2 separate regions of the Zea mays genome follow, and region 2 is linked to region 1. The links are chromatin contacts, called in public Hi-C maps. All regions are on one chromosome and are shown on one strand. The core of a region is the stretch at or near the end of the contact, and the rest is flanking DNA. Distances in the headings are between cores, read along the strand shown.

Region 1 (6,152 bases), core at 1,965-4,464:
TTTTGTTGGAGGAGGGGAATTTAGCTTCTCGCTGGGAGGTGGACCCTAGGGCCGCTTCGAGAAATAGGTTCCTTATCATTATTCTTGGGAATCCATTCTAGAAGTTGGGGAGGTCAGTACAATATCGACATCTAAATCACACAAAAGAGTGTTTAAGCTAGAGTTGAATAACTAGGAATATAAGCAAAAGAGAAAGAATCCTAAAATGTATCTTGGGGGTGGGGTTTCGTTAGGAAGTACGACTCAGTGTAGCAACCCTTTGGCCAGTTGCCTGTGGAAAAAAGAATATTTGGCGCAGATGCACCTTGATATCCGGCATGATGCTTTTTAACTCCATAGACCGGAAGGGGTATCACGACTGACGGCCGTCGACTAGCTGCTCCCTGTGTCGTCGCCCTAGCTGCCTGCCGGCTCTGCGGTCCTCACTCCTCAGCCCACAACCCGACCGTCTGTGTTTCTGCTAGTTTATGCAAACACAGCAACAAACACAGGATATGGCACGCACAACACAAGATTAAGAATTTCACACAAGAAAGAGAAAATCGGGATTAAGGACTCTGATCGGGTAAAATGGGGATTTCGGGTAAGCCTGCAGCGGCCATTTCCGAGGCTTTAGTTACTTTTGGTTAGTTTTTTAGGGCTACTCGAGCTCAGTTACCATATTTTCTGCAGATTTGATTTTAACTCCTTTCCATTCTGATGGGACGCTCTCTTGGTCCTCCTTTGCGCCTATAAGGCTTACGGGGCTATGCGTTTTGCATTCATTCTCACGTTAGGTAAACCAGTCGTTTTGGCCCATGTCTTTCGTGGGGAGGAATAATAAGTAGTAAGTGGGCTTACCAGGACCGGACAGAGAAGATTTGGGCTTTTCTTGTCTTGGTCCAGGAAGGTCCCCTACTACCTGCTACGGTCTTTGGGCGGAGAGGCTTCGGCTACTACGACCATGCCATGCACTTGTTGTCTCTGCAAAGTGCAAACAAACGACATTTTCTGGCCCGCTGGGCATGGTGCGTAGTGTAGAACATCCGTCGGCGTTTGGCCCCGTGTTGATTTCCCTGCAATCAGCCTGAACATGGAAATCAAGTCCCAAATGTCTTGGAAACAGTAGGAATAGTACCTTGGCACGTTCCGATTTCACTGCTCCCAAGATTATGATGATGTTACTGGGATTCAATCCAATAAAAATCCCCGTGAAAGACATGTAAAGTTGCTATCGCAAAAGGTACAGGAAGACCGTGCCAAGCTGTAACGGAGATAAGTCATATATACAGTTGTTGTCTGTACGTGGTGCCGACTAGGTGACGCGACGACACGCCACCTCGAGTAGTCGAGTGGCATGGGCCTTGACTATGATTAGCCAGCCAGTCTACAGACTGCAACCGTCCACCCGTCTGTCTGTCCAGCCAGCTTCACTGAGTACTACCATCACGAGTAAATCCAATGACAGAGAGAGCTCGACACCGAGCACGAGCAGTCCACGACGGGGCTTCACAGCAACTCGTTGAAACCTTCAACGTGCCCGTTGCATCCTGCCAGTGCCAGTGCCAGTCACTTCGCACGGCTGCGCCACACAATCACATCACGCGCGCTTGACGCCAACGAGTACTACTCTACTCTAGCCAAGTGGGCTCATGAGTCAGCAACGCGATAGCGTCTGGTTCCGCATATTTTTTTCCCATGCTACAAAAATTATCCCTTTCCTTCGTCGACCACACGCGCGTCCATATGTGACAGCAGTTTTCTTTCCCCTACTCCCTCGGTGTCACAGAGAAGAATGCAATTACGGGACCGTGCCAGCGACGATACTTTACATTTCTAAACAAATTTACTATAAAACTAATTTTTATTTTTATTTATACCATAGATTATGCAATTTTACTAAAACAAAAAAAAACTAAAATCGAATGACTATTCAAGAGACGAGAGAAATGTATTTCTCGGGATGTTGTTTCATTCTATAGATTACTATTTTCCAGGGGGGAGATTGTTTTTGCTTCTTCTCAGACAAAAGAGAGGGCAAAAGATAGAGAGACAGAACAAGAGGAGATTTCTTTCTGGAATCAAAGCCCCAATTTCTAGGGTTCATCACTCCCGCTTCGTACTGAACACATCGGAACATTCCTACATGTTACAAGAGTACACTGTATCTATAACACGATAATAATTCACTAAAAGTAAGTAGCTGTATGTCGCTCGCTCAGTAGATCGTACAATTGCAAGAGAGGAGGGCCAAACAAACAAACAAACCAAAAAGAGAGAGACATCGCGGAGCACGATCTTAACTCTAAGCGATGGGCGGTCAGGCGGTGGCCGTGGCCCGCTGCGGCCGCTGGGTCCTCACCGCGGCAGCGGCGGCCGGCGAGGGCGGGAGGCGCGCGTTGAAGTTCCTGTACCGGAAGGCCGCGGCGGGGTCCGCGTAGGCGTCGTCGTCCTCGCCCTCGTCGAAGTTGAGCGCGTAGCTCAGCGGGTCGTAGCGGAACTCGCCCGCGGCCGTCGCCGCCCCCCGCCGCCGCCGCCACCGAGCCCTCTCCACGCCGAAGCAGCAGCACACCGTGGTCCGCAGCTTGTCGCGCAGCTTCGACGGGGACGACGGCGTTGAGGCCTCCGCGGCAGCGTCCATCGATCTCGCCAGTTTTCCGGGCCCAACGAGACGGTCCCTGTTCCTCGCTTTGCTTCGCCCTAGATCACTGCGCGCGCGCTGGTCCTGCTTTGATTTGGGAAGTGGAGGAAGAAGTGCTGCTGCGATTTTGTAGGAGAAGGAAGTGCAGATGCGTTGGAGCCTTGGAGTTGGAGTTGGAGGCGAAGGGGAGGTGGCGGTTCGCTTAAAAGGGGACGAGGAGACGGGAGCGGCCCGCGCTGCGCCTGTTGGGGTGGGCTGCCGCGGACGGGACACGGCGTGGCTGCAAGCGACCGCTAGAGTGGTCCCATGCGCGAGGAACAAATGAATGCGTCGTTAGGTGGGCCCATGCGCGATGCAAGCTGCTGACTGTCTCGAGCAGACTATGCCACTATGGTCCTATTTGATTCAGTTTTTTTTACTGGCTTTTACGAGAATCTGTCTGTGATTACGTTGTAAAGAGAATCTGAGTATCGCTGTGATTACGTGCGGAGAAAGATAAATATGTTCATAGGATTTATGATTAGAAAATAATGGATTCCTACTATTGCAACGACTTGACCGATTATGTGTTTATGTTGATTTTGAATAGTTTTTGCCAAATCCATTTTTATAGAAGCTAGCTAAAAAGCTGAGCGTTTTGACAATCCACAACACTTTTTGGTAGTCAGAAACTAAAAAAGCTGAAGCAAACAGGGTCGTACATGGTTGCATTGTACAATATACATAATATTATTTATAGAGTTAAGTTTAAAATATAAATACGATAGGAGAGCTCCCGGAGTCTAAAATAAGCATGAGGTGAGACGAAAGGGCTGACCAGGATTTCAACGGCGAGCGGAGGCCTTGGCTACAAGGTTTATATATGGGGTGTGGTGGCGATGGGAAAATAGGGCGGGACAAAAAAAACCGCTACTCATCACCCAAAGCCATTATATCCGATCACTAATTCAGATAGCAAATCTGAAAACCCGATTTTAGTTTGGTTAATTCGGGTTATAAGTCTCGGTATCCGATTTACCTTTACCCGAATTAACTAAATCCTTGTATTATTATAATGTGGTTGTAAATTTGTGATGCACTAATATATGAACATTGAAATTGAGACTTACAAGTAGTGTGGTTTGTTGAATATTTATTTTAATTTTATCGTCTTTATTATTTACTACAATCGGGTAATTCGGGAAAATTTGAACCCGAACCTGAATTTTAGGGTTCCCGAAATTTCGAGTAGAGATTGTAAATGGGTATATTTCGGATCCCAGATCTCATTATCCAAATTTTCAAATACCCGAATTACACGACCCGAAAAAATCAGGTAACCCGACCCCCCAAACTTAGGGGAAAGGACCGTTATCGGTGCCTAAAAAGGCACAAAAGAGTGCCTTCTGTTTAGCGTTTTTATTATAATTGTTTGTGTTATTTGTTTTACAGACCTAGATGAGTTGCAATGCACATCAGCACCGTAGGCAATAGCTGTCACAGGAGACAGATCGATTAAGCATACATAGGTTTTTGGGTTTAGGGTTTAGACACCGGAGACGGATCGATTAAGCATACAAAGGTTTTCCTATCATGCCACAAGATGCTGGCACCGACGACGACACTTCGATGCAAGTTCGTGAGGAGCGAGAGATCGAGTTCACGATTGAAGGAAGAACAACACGCTTTATTTTTAGGTGGTACTTCTGACCTACGGGTCTGATGGGTATAAACCTAAATCCAGTCAAAATCATTTGCGTTTGGTTTAGTTGTGTGATGTAAAAAAGATGTTGTGACTTGTCTGATGTAAAAAAGCTGTTGTGAGAAAAAAAAACTAAAATTTATTTGGTTTAAATGGTTGTGAGTTGTTCACTGTAAACAAATTATATATTGTTGATACACACTCTATTTAACTAAATCTCTTAATCAATATATCTAATTAAAAAACTGATTCCACATTTGTGTTCCTAATATTTTTTTACAAATAAATAATTGTTTAATTCCATTTGTAATATTTTTTTAAAGTATTTTTATTCCATGTATTATAACACTTAATTATTTTAACCCTATTTTAGTTTCAATTTATTGTAGCTGTTTATTAATTTAATGAACTTCGATAAGTAGCAAAAGCAGAGTCTAAGGTGCTTTCAAATTTGTACTACAGAAAAACTGTTTTTTTAAGTAGTTGTGAAAAAACTAAACCCCAGAAGTAGGTTTCAAAAGCATAACCAAACACACCTGGTTTGGATGGGCCTAACGCAGGTGGGTTGGCTAGATTTGTCGACCCATGCACATATATAAATCACGTGATCTTGAGTAATGTTACTTAGAGCAAGAGCAATTGGGAAAGTATACAGCATAGACAGAGGCATAGAGTGTTTTTGGTTGATTTATGACTTTTCAAAGAGTAGGCGTTAGTTGTAGGATGTGGGAAAAAATTGTTGTGAAGTTTCGGTTGTGAGAAAGCCAAAAGTTGTTGGATTGAGCAGTTGTGGCTTTCTCAAAAAATTGTTATTCTTACCCCACATGTCATCTATAGACCTTCCCATCACTTCCTCTCTCACCAAAGAGTGAATTCCACTTGTTAGACTTTTCTCTCATCCCTCTTCTTCTGGTCCATGCATGGGGAGGAGCCTACGACCTAGGTTCGTCGGATGAGAAATCCGCGACAAAGCTGTGAACACTTGCTCGCTCGCTCGCCATGATGGAATCCTGCTCAGTTAGCCTAAGTTGTCTAATTAAACTCGCCTCTTAAAAGTATGACTGTCTATTTTAAATCTGATCACACACCCTATTTCATCTTGATCGGTAAAAAAACGAAAGGTCCTACTTTATGCCTTTGTCTTGAGTCATTTTATTTCGGTTTTCTTCTTCCTGTTTCAATGTTGAGTATTTGATCATCCTTTCTAGCAATCATCATCCTTTTCTATGGTTGCTAACCTTGCTCAAATTTTTGTTTGTGGGTTTAATCATCTATCTTAGTCAAAATACTTAAGTAGAGGTTAATGCATTACTTGTCTCAATTACTAAAACACATATTGAGATTTAAGCCGCGGTGGAGCTGCTCATATGTCGAGAAGGTCAGGACAACACCTCTCTCCCGACACCATACCTTTGGTTGGCCTTCGCGTCCTCCCCCGAGGCCCCGATAGGGTACGTGCCTTTGGGCGTCGACGAGGCCGCGCGCCTTTGGGCCAGCATTGATGGGCATCGATCGACAGGACCACACCGTCGAGGCCGCCGGTGAGAAGATGGGCTCCGGTGGTGGCAGGACGATAAGAGAGAAATAGTATTGGAAAAAAAAGAAGAGTGATATCTTTCATGACCGGTGTCAAATGTGTATTTTTTTGTTTAAAAAAAAAGTTGCCCACCTTCACGACATGATGTGAAAGCAAGGGAAGGGGGTGTGCTAGGTTTTGCACTATAGTAAAAACAGTTTTAGCCTCAAAGTAGATATAAATTGGCATTCCCTTATTTTTTGTTTTGTTTTGGAAAAGGATAAAATAGGTTGAAAGTGGGGGTATAAAAAAAGATCATGATCTGCCCATGTTCT
Region 2 (6,152 bases), core at 2,385-4,884, 330 kb after region 1:
TCTTTTACACTGTTTGCAGAATAAAAAAGTTTATTCAAATCCTCTTCTAGGCCTTCTAATCCTTTTCAGGCTAAACTACAAGTCAAATATTTAGCCAAGTCAAATAAACAAGTATGCCTGCTGGGTGCAGCCGCGGTCCGATGACTAATCAATGTGTTAGATTCAGCTGATTCATACAATACAAATTGAACAAGAATATCTCAATGTGTGGTTATATGATGTGCCAAATGACTAGCTCAGCTAGAGGTTTCAGAAGGTTCTACATAAGGCCATGTTCGGTTCTGCCCCAATCCATATGGATTGAGGGGGATTCAAAGTCAAAATCCCCTCCAATCCGTATCAATCCCCTCCAATACATATGGATTGAAAATAACCGAACAAGCCCTAACAGAAAAACTGCAAGTTAAAATACAGTAAAAACAGGGGAAAGAGTTTCCACCTTGTCCCCAGGAAATTACTCCGAGTGACATGGCATGTCAAGCACTTCAGTACTGCCCTTAAACACATTATAGAATCTAGACCCTTGCAGCATCCTCATGTGCTACTTCTAGCCCTGCGCTCTGGCTAGCAAGCCAGACAATGATACGGGGTTGTTCCTCATTTGTTCTTGAGCTTGCTTCATCTCCTCAGGATCTTCATCACAAGAGTAAATTCAGTTAGGCATATATAGAAACGAAATCAGTATTAGCATTTCAAAAGCTGAAGAAAAACTACGTAATTGAAGTGCAACTGTAATTTCAGCATTTAACGATAACTAAAACATCCCACAATCAATAAATGAAAAGGGTTATCTGCGTAGAACCATTTTATAAGCTCTAGGAGGAACATAAGATCAATAATGACAAAATACATCACGAGGCCTACAACTGATATGATCATAGGGAAAAAAACAGCTCTCCAAGGTTTCTCTCAAGTGAATCTGGGAGGTTCTAACATTGTTAACTTACTGTATTGAAATTTTAAGATGAAACGTTGAAGTATATAGGTTACAGGTAAAAATGAACTAAATATAAATAATGTGTTTAGCAAGTATAAGACAAACAACACAAACATGAGAAGTTTTAGATAATGAAAATCATCACGGCCCATGTCATTAGTAATATAATTACAGAAAGGACAGATTATAACCAAGAAATCCAGAAGCACAACAGTTTAAACTAATAAACTTGATGCCCTGCTTACTCTATAAAATTGCATAAAGCTCAAACAACACTGTTATTAGAAAGCTGATGTTTGCTAATTGCAAGCTTTTAGTGCAACATACTAACTGAAAGCTTGTATCCATCTGATGTAAAAGAGGTCAAATATAGTAATATACCTATGTTCTCCATCATCTTGGGCATCACAAAGACCATTAAGACCATAAAACCAACCATCAACCCCATGGGGCTCTTCAAAAGTGACATGACGGAGAAAGGCTCCCTAACCTTGAAAGATTGAAAAATGAAACATTTAAAGAGGTTGTTTTCATAATACTTGACAAAAGTAGGAAGTGAAGAACACAGTAGTAACAACAATGAAGCCTTTTAGCCCAAAGCAAAAGCAAGTTGGGATAGGCCAGATCAAACCCAACATGAGTCAGCAGTGAGAAGTGAGGACTCCGAGGAAACAAGTATACAAAAAAATATTTAGCAATACCTACCTCATAGTACTGCTCTTCTTTCAGAGGTTCCAGGACAAGCTCATTTAGAACTCTTCTAGTTTCAGTCAATGCTGCTTGAATATAACCAGGATTCCTTGCACTGATATCTACGCGAACCTATCATTTACAAGAAATATGGAGTAAATTACCTGTATTCATTTCCCTTCACCATACTAACAAAATCAAGGAATAAATACTTACTGGGGAAAAGAAGTAACCAATTGAGGAGACCTCAATCAGATGAGTTCCAGCTGGCACGTTGTGGCTAAAGTATATCAGGTCAAGGAGCCAACAATAAAGCAAATATAGTGATCTCCTAACACTGATCTATAATTGTATACAATGAAAGATATACCCAAGAGCGGGCAAGAATTAATGGTATGCGCATGATGAGAGCTACAGTTTCTTTGCTTAGTACATACCCATCCCTCGGCATCAATTTTACCAACAACAAACAGATAAATGTATGATAGTACGAGCTATATCATTTTAATAGATGAAGTTTCCAGGAAAAATCAGAATAAAATTGAACTTATGGCAATGCATCTTTTGTAGGATACAATGCAAAGTAGCCGTCTGGCCTGGCAAATGTAACCCTCTGGCCGCCATTAAGTATCACTTTTGTGTTTGATGTCTTTGTTGCAAGACCAAAGCCCTTCACGCTCGTGCCTATATCCATAACACAAAGATCACATCAGACAGACAGCATGGGTTAGTAGCTTTTAGGTTCCAAGCATGCTTCAAGGTGCAATAAACATCTAAATGAACAAATCCTACACTGAAAAATCCCATAACTAGTATCCATAAGCTAAAAGTACTCTCAGGGAAGAAGACACATACACACATTCATTCATTGTTTAATTTGTATCAATTTTGGCTTACTTCCGACAAACCTTATCAGAAGCATTGGTCAAAACATCATAGTAAGATAGCAATGCATCCACACATCAAGAAAACTAGTTTAGTAGTGGAGAGAGAGAGAGAGAGATGCCGAACAAAAAACATATCAGAGCCCCTCCAATTGCAGGCACCTTATCAAAAATCACGCTGACATGTCATCATTCTATCATAGAAGCAAGATCTTATTGCAAATCCATTAGGTTTCTACAATGATATTAGCATAAATCAACATGTCAGCTTCAGAATTTGTACATCTGTATACTTCCCTTTTTGAACAGAACTTAGCTGATAATTCATTTCAGTTGCAGTAAGCACCAGACAACAGGAACAGAACACAGGCATACACACGCTTGCACAATTCAGGGCCGTACTTTAAGTTTGCAAGCTATAAATTTAGCTAAAACTTCACAAAATCATTTACCACGGAAGATCCCAAAACCAACGAGCAACAGGGCATCGTCAATTTGCATCAGTTCAACAGTCAGTGGATGGTCGCATACTACTAATTTCCTACCAATCGAAATTGCTTCAGTTCGCAGCTTTAGACACATGAATTGTTTGACATCTACACAAAATACAGGCACATCCAGCAATAGAAGAAGAAAAAAAAGATCGACCCCAGCACAATATAAGGCGCAACTAATTTATAACTTAATTACACTTACACAATCCCTAAACGCCGCAAACCTAGCACCTGCAAGAACCTAAATACGAATACGGCCGAATTCAGTGGGAGCCGAATCACTTACCATCGATCTTGACGCGGCCAGCGATCGTGTAGCCCTCTCCAGATCTAGAGCCACCAAGCACATGAGCCAAATCGGGAGAGCCGTCAGCAAAGCATCCGGCCGATCAGATCACGGAACGAGGGGAGGTTTAGGACAGGTACACCTACCCGGCTTGATGCGCTGCCGCGGAGCCGAGGCAGGCCGACGCGACGGCCACGAGGAGAAACAGGAGAAGTTGCCCGTGGCAGGAAGAAGCGGCCATCGTCGCCATGGTCGTCGTTGCTCGTCGGCTCGTCGCGGCCTTTTTTTTTTCTTTTGTGATAGCTGAATGAATAGCTGATGGATGGCTGCGCTTCTGTTCGATCTGTTTCTCAGAGTGGGCTTCGGTCAAGGAGACGGCGGGCTCATTATATTTGGGCCCAAACTCAATGTGTACTATTTGGGTCTGTTGGGCTAGGCTAGTGATCCGGCCCGGCAAACCGTGGGATCTGTGTAGCTTTTCATTTTTTTTATGTTTAAAATGTTCGAAAATTTTATAAATGATAAAAGAAACAGAAATAGGTGTCTATCGCCTTTGGTGGGGTGGCAGGTATACCCATGACCATTTTGCAGGTTTTATGACCCCCAGCCAGACTACTCAGCGTTCAGAGAAGGCAGGTACAGTCGTTCACAGTTTTACAACAGAAAAACATGACTCATGCTGTCTTACCACCAGTGGAATAGAAATGACGATGGCAATCCTGTTCCAGCAGACCACCGTAATGTTTCATAACCAATATACTTTCGTTTTTTTTTTGGTCTAGGTATTGTTTTCAAATGTCCAATTCCATCTCATTGCCGAGCTATTTATGAGCTAATGTGGACGCATGCTGGTGATATGAATTCTCCCACTGAGAAACGGACAAGTGTGCATGCAGTAGGTCGGCTAGACCAGTCTCTAGTCTAAACCGAGACCCGGCCGGCCCAATCCCATGGAGCCAGGCTATCCCGGAATCGGTAGCGTGATGATCGCATTCGCATGAATGAATCCTACTACAGGTATTTGACGTGCACGTACTATTTATCATTCCGTTGAATACAATGTCCTGCTCCGACAACCTTTTTAGAATTTAGATTGCTATAAAATCTTTCGCGCGTCAGCTACTAAAATATCCAAACAAAAGCCTGAAAAGTTGTTCTTGGCCGTACCGTCTCGTTGAATCGTCCACAGCACGGTCACAATCTACTCATTCTTGCTTTACTTTATGATCTAGATATTTCAGTGGATGATCGGATAATGGCAACTAGAATACTCACTTCTTTGAAGTTATACGACGTTTTAGAGCTCGAAACATTCACCAATAGCTTCCGACCTTTTTTTTGTATTTGGAAAAGTAATACTGATAAATAACATAGAGGGCAAATTAACCCCCCACACGTGACACTTGACACAAGTTGATCTTATTTAATTCCTTCTTGTACCACAAGTAAGTAGGTCGTCCAAATTAAAATATTTATCCTAGTACTTTGGTCCTTTTAAAAATACACGTAGAAGCATGAAGCCTTCCCCGAGAATCCAAGTGCCACGGCCCACAGGCCACAGGCATAGTCGTAGACCAGATTATACGCCCAATCAGAGCCGTGCTAGATCACCATGCGTCCACACCAAACCGTGGTTTGGCAATAAACAACCCCTGGTAATATTCGCTGAGGATAATTAATTGATTTAACAGCCTACAGGTGCCAGAGATCTAGGGTTGGGCATTCGGTTTTTTTTTTAAATTTCGGTTCGGTTTTTCGGTTTTAAAAAACTTTGGTTTTCTAGACATTAGAAACCAGTCAGTTTTCTAGAAAATAAAAAACCAAGAAGTTTGGTTTCGGTTTTTTACTTCGGTTTTTCGGTAAAAACCGAATACCAAACTTATACTAAGACAACATATACAACAAGTTTACATGATAGATTACACATAATTTTAAAAAGTAAAAATTATACAGGTACAAATATTTAGAGATACATCATACATCACATATAAATAAGTGAACAACAATTTAATTGCTTCACACATTTAGTTCACATAATCGAAAGTCAAATTTTAGAATTGATAAAGTTTGGTATTTGGTTTTTTATTACGGTTCGGTATACGGTGAAAACCGATTACGATACCGAAAACCGAACTTCTGAGATACAAAAACCGAAACCGAACCGAATTACCGAAAAACCGAAATTTCGGTTCGGTTCGGTTTATGGTAAAAAAGTGCCCACCCCTATAGAGATCCGCCAAGGAGCTAGCTATCGGCCCCGACAAGAGCTTCCATTGCCGTGACTCGGGTCCAACGGTGAAAACGAAATGAACCGCGCTCGGTTTGCTTTTCTATCCAGCTTAAAAAATTGGCTTCATTCGGCAACAGGTTTGCTATCGGTTCGTCGAGCCAATGAGTTTGGTCACAAGTATAAACTCACCCTCTAAATTATAATATAAAATCTTAAAATTAATTTAAGCAACATACTTTAAATTAGTAAAATAAATATGTTACTAATTTTCTATAATATAGAAAATATATTAGTTTCGTAAATAACATAAACTAATCGCCTACTAAGTACTAACTCTATATGTTAATTAGATTTTTCTAACAAAATATTGTTTAGTCGAGTCACGAGCCAACTCATGAAAGGCACCAAGCTCGCTCGCTCTTTTCTCGAGCCATAAAAACAAGTTCGACCTAGAATTGTTCTAGACTTCGAGCCGCTGCGAGCACCAGGCGGCTCATCGAGCTTAGCTCTTTTTTTTCCAGTCCTACTCGGATCTGATGACACAAATCACATGAATGGAATGGAAGGGGAAATAACCGGGGTGACCTCGCCGGCAGAGCATCGCGTCATCAGCGAGGTGGACGGACAGCGC

Evidence for each region. Hi-C and Micro-C count contacts between places; a contact is called where the count stands out from the background.
Region 2: a contact with region 1 is called in a Hi-C map of tassel, with 3 times the contacts expected there. The contact joins the promoter of LOC100278128 here to the promoter of LOC100277371 in region 1. A contact is called at or near these places in 3 of 25 Hi-C or Micro-C datasets (bundle sheath, leaf and tassel).

What each region holds. Positions count from the first base shown.
Region 1 is chr6:106,461,815-106,467,966 of Zm-B73-REFERENCE-NAM-5.0, forward strand. LOC100277371 reads right to left here and starts at 3,215. Exons shown (of 1, transcript XM_008650813.4): 1 at 2,030-3,215. The coding sequence starts at 2,620. The coding sequence ends at 2,300.
Region 2 is chr6:106,790,326-106,796,477 of Zm-B73-REFERENCE-NAM-5.0, forward strand. It overlaps LOC100278128, which reads right to left and starts at 3,635. Exons shown (of 7, transcript NM_001151506.2): 1 at 3,438-3,635; 2 at 3,292-3,335; 3 at 2,203-2,311; 4 at 1,844-1,907; 5 at 1,643-1,759; 6 at 1,319-1,427; 7 at 121-633. The coding sequence starts at 3,541. The coding sequence ends at 548.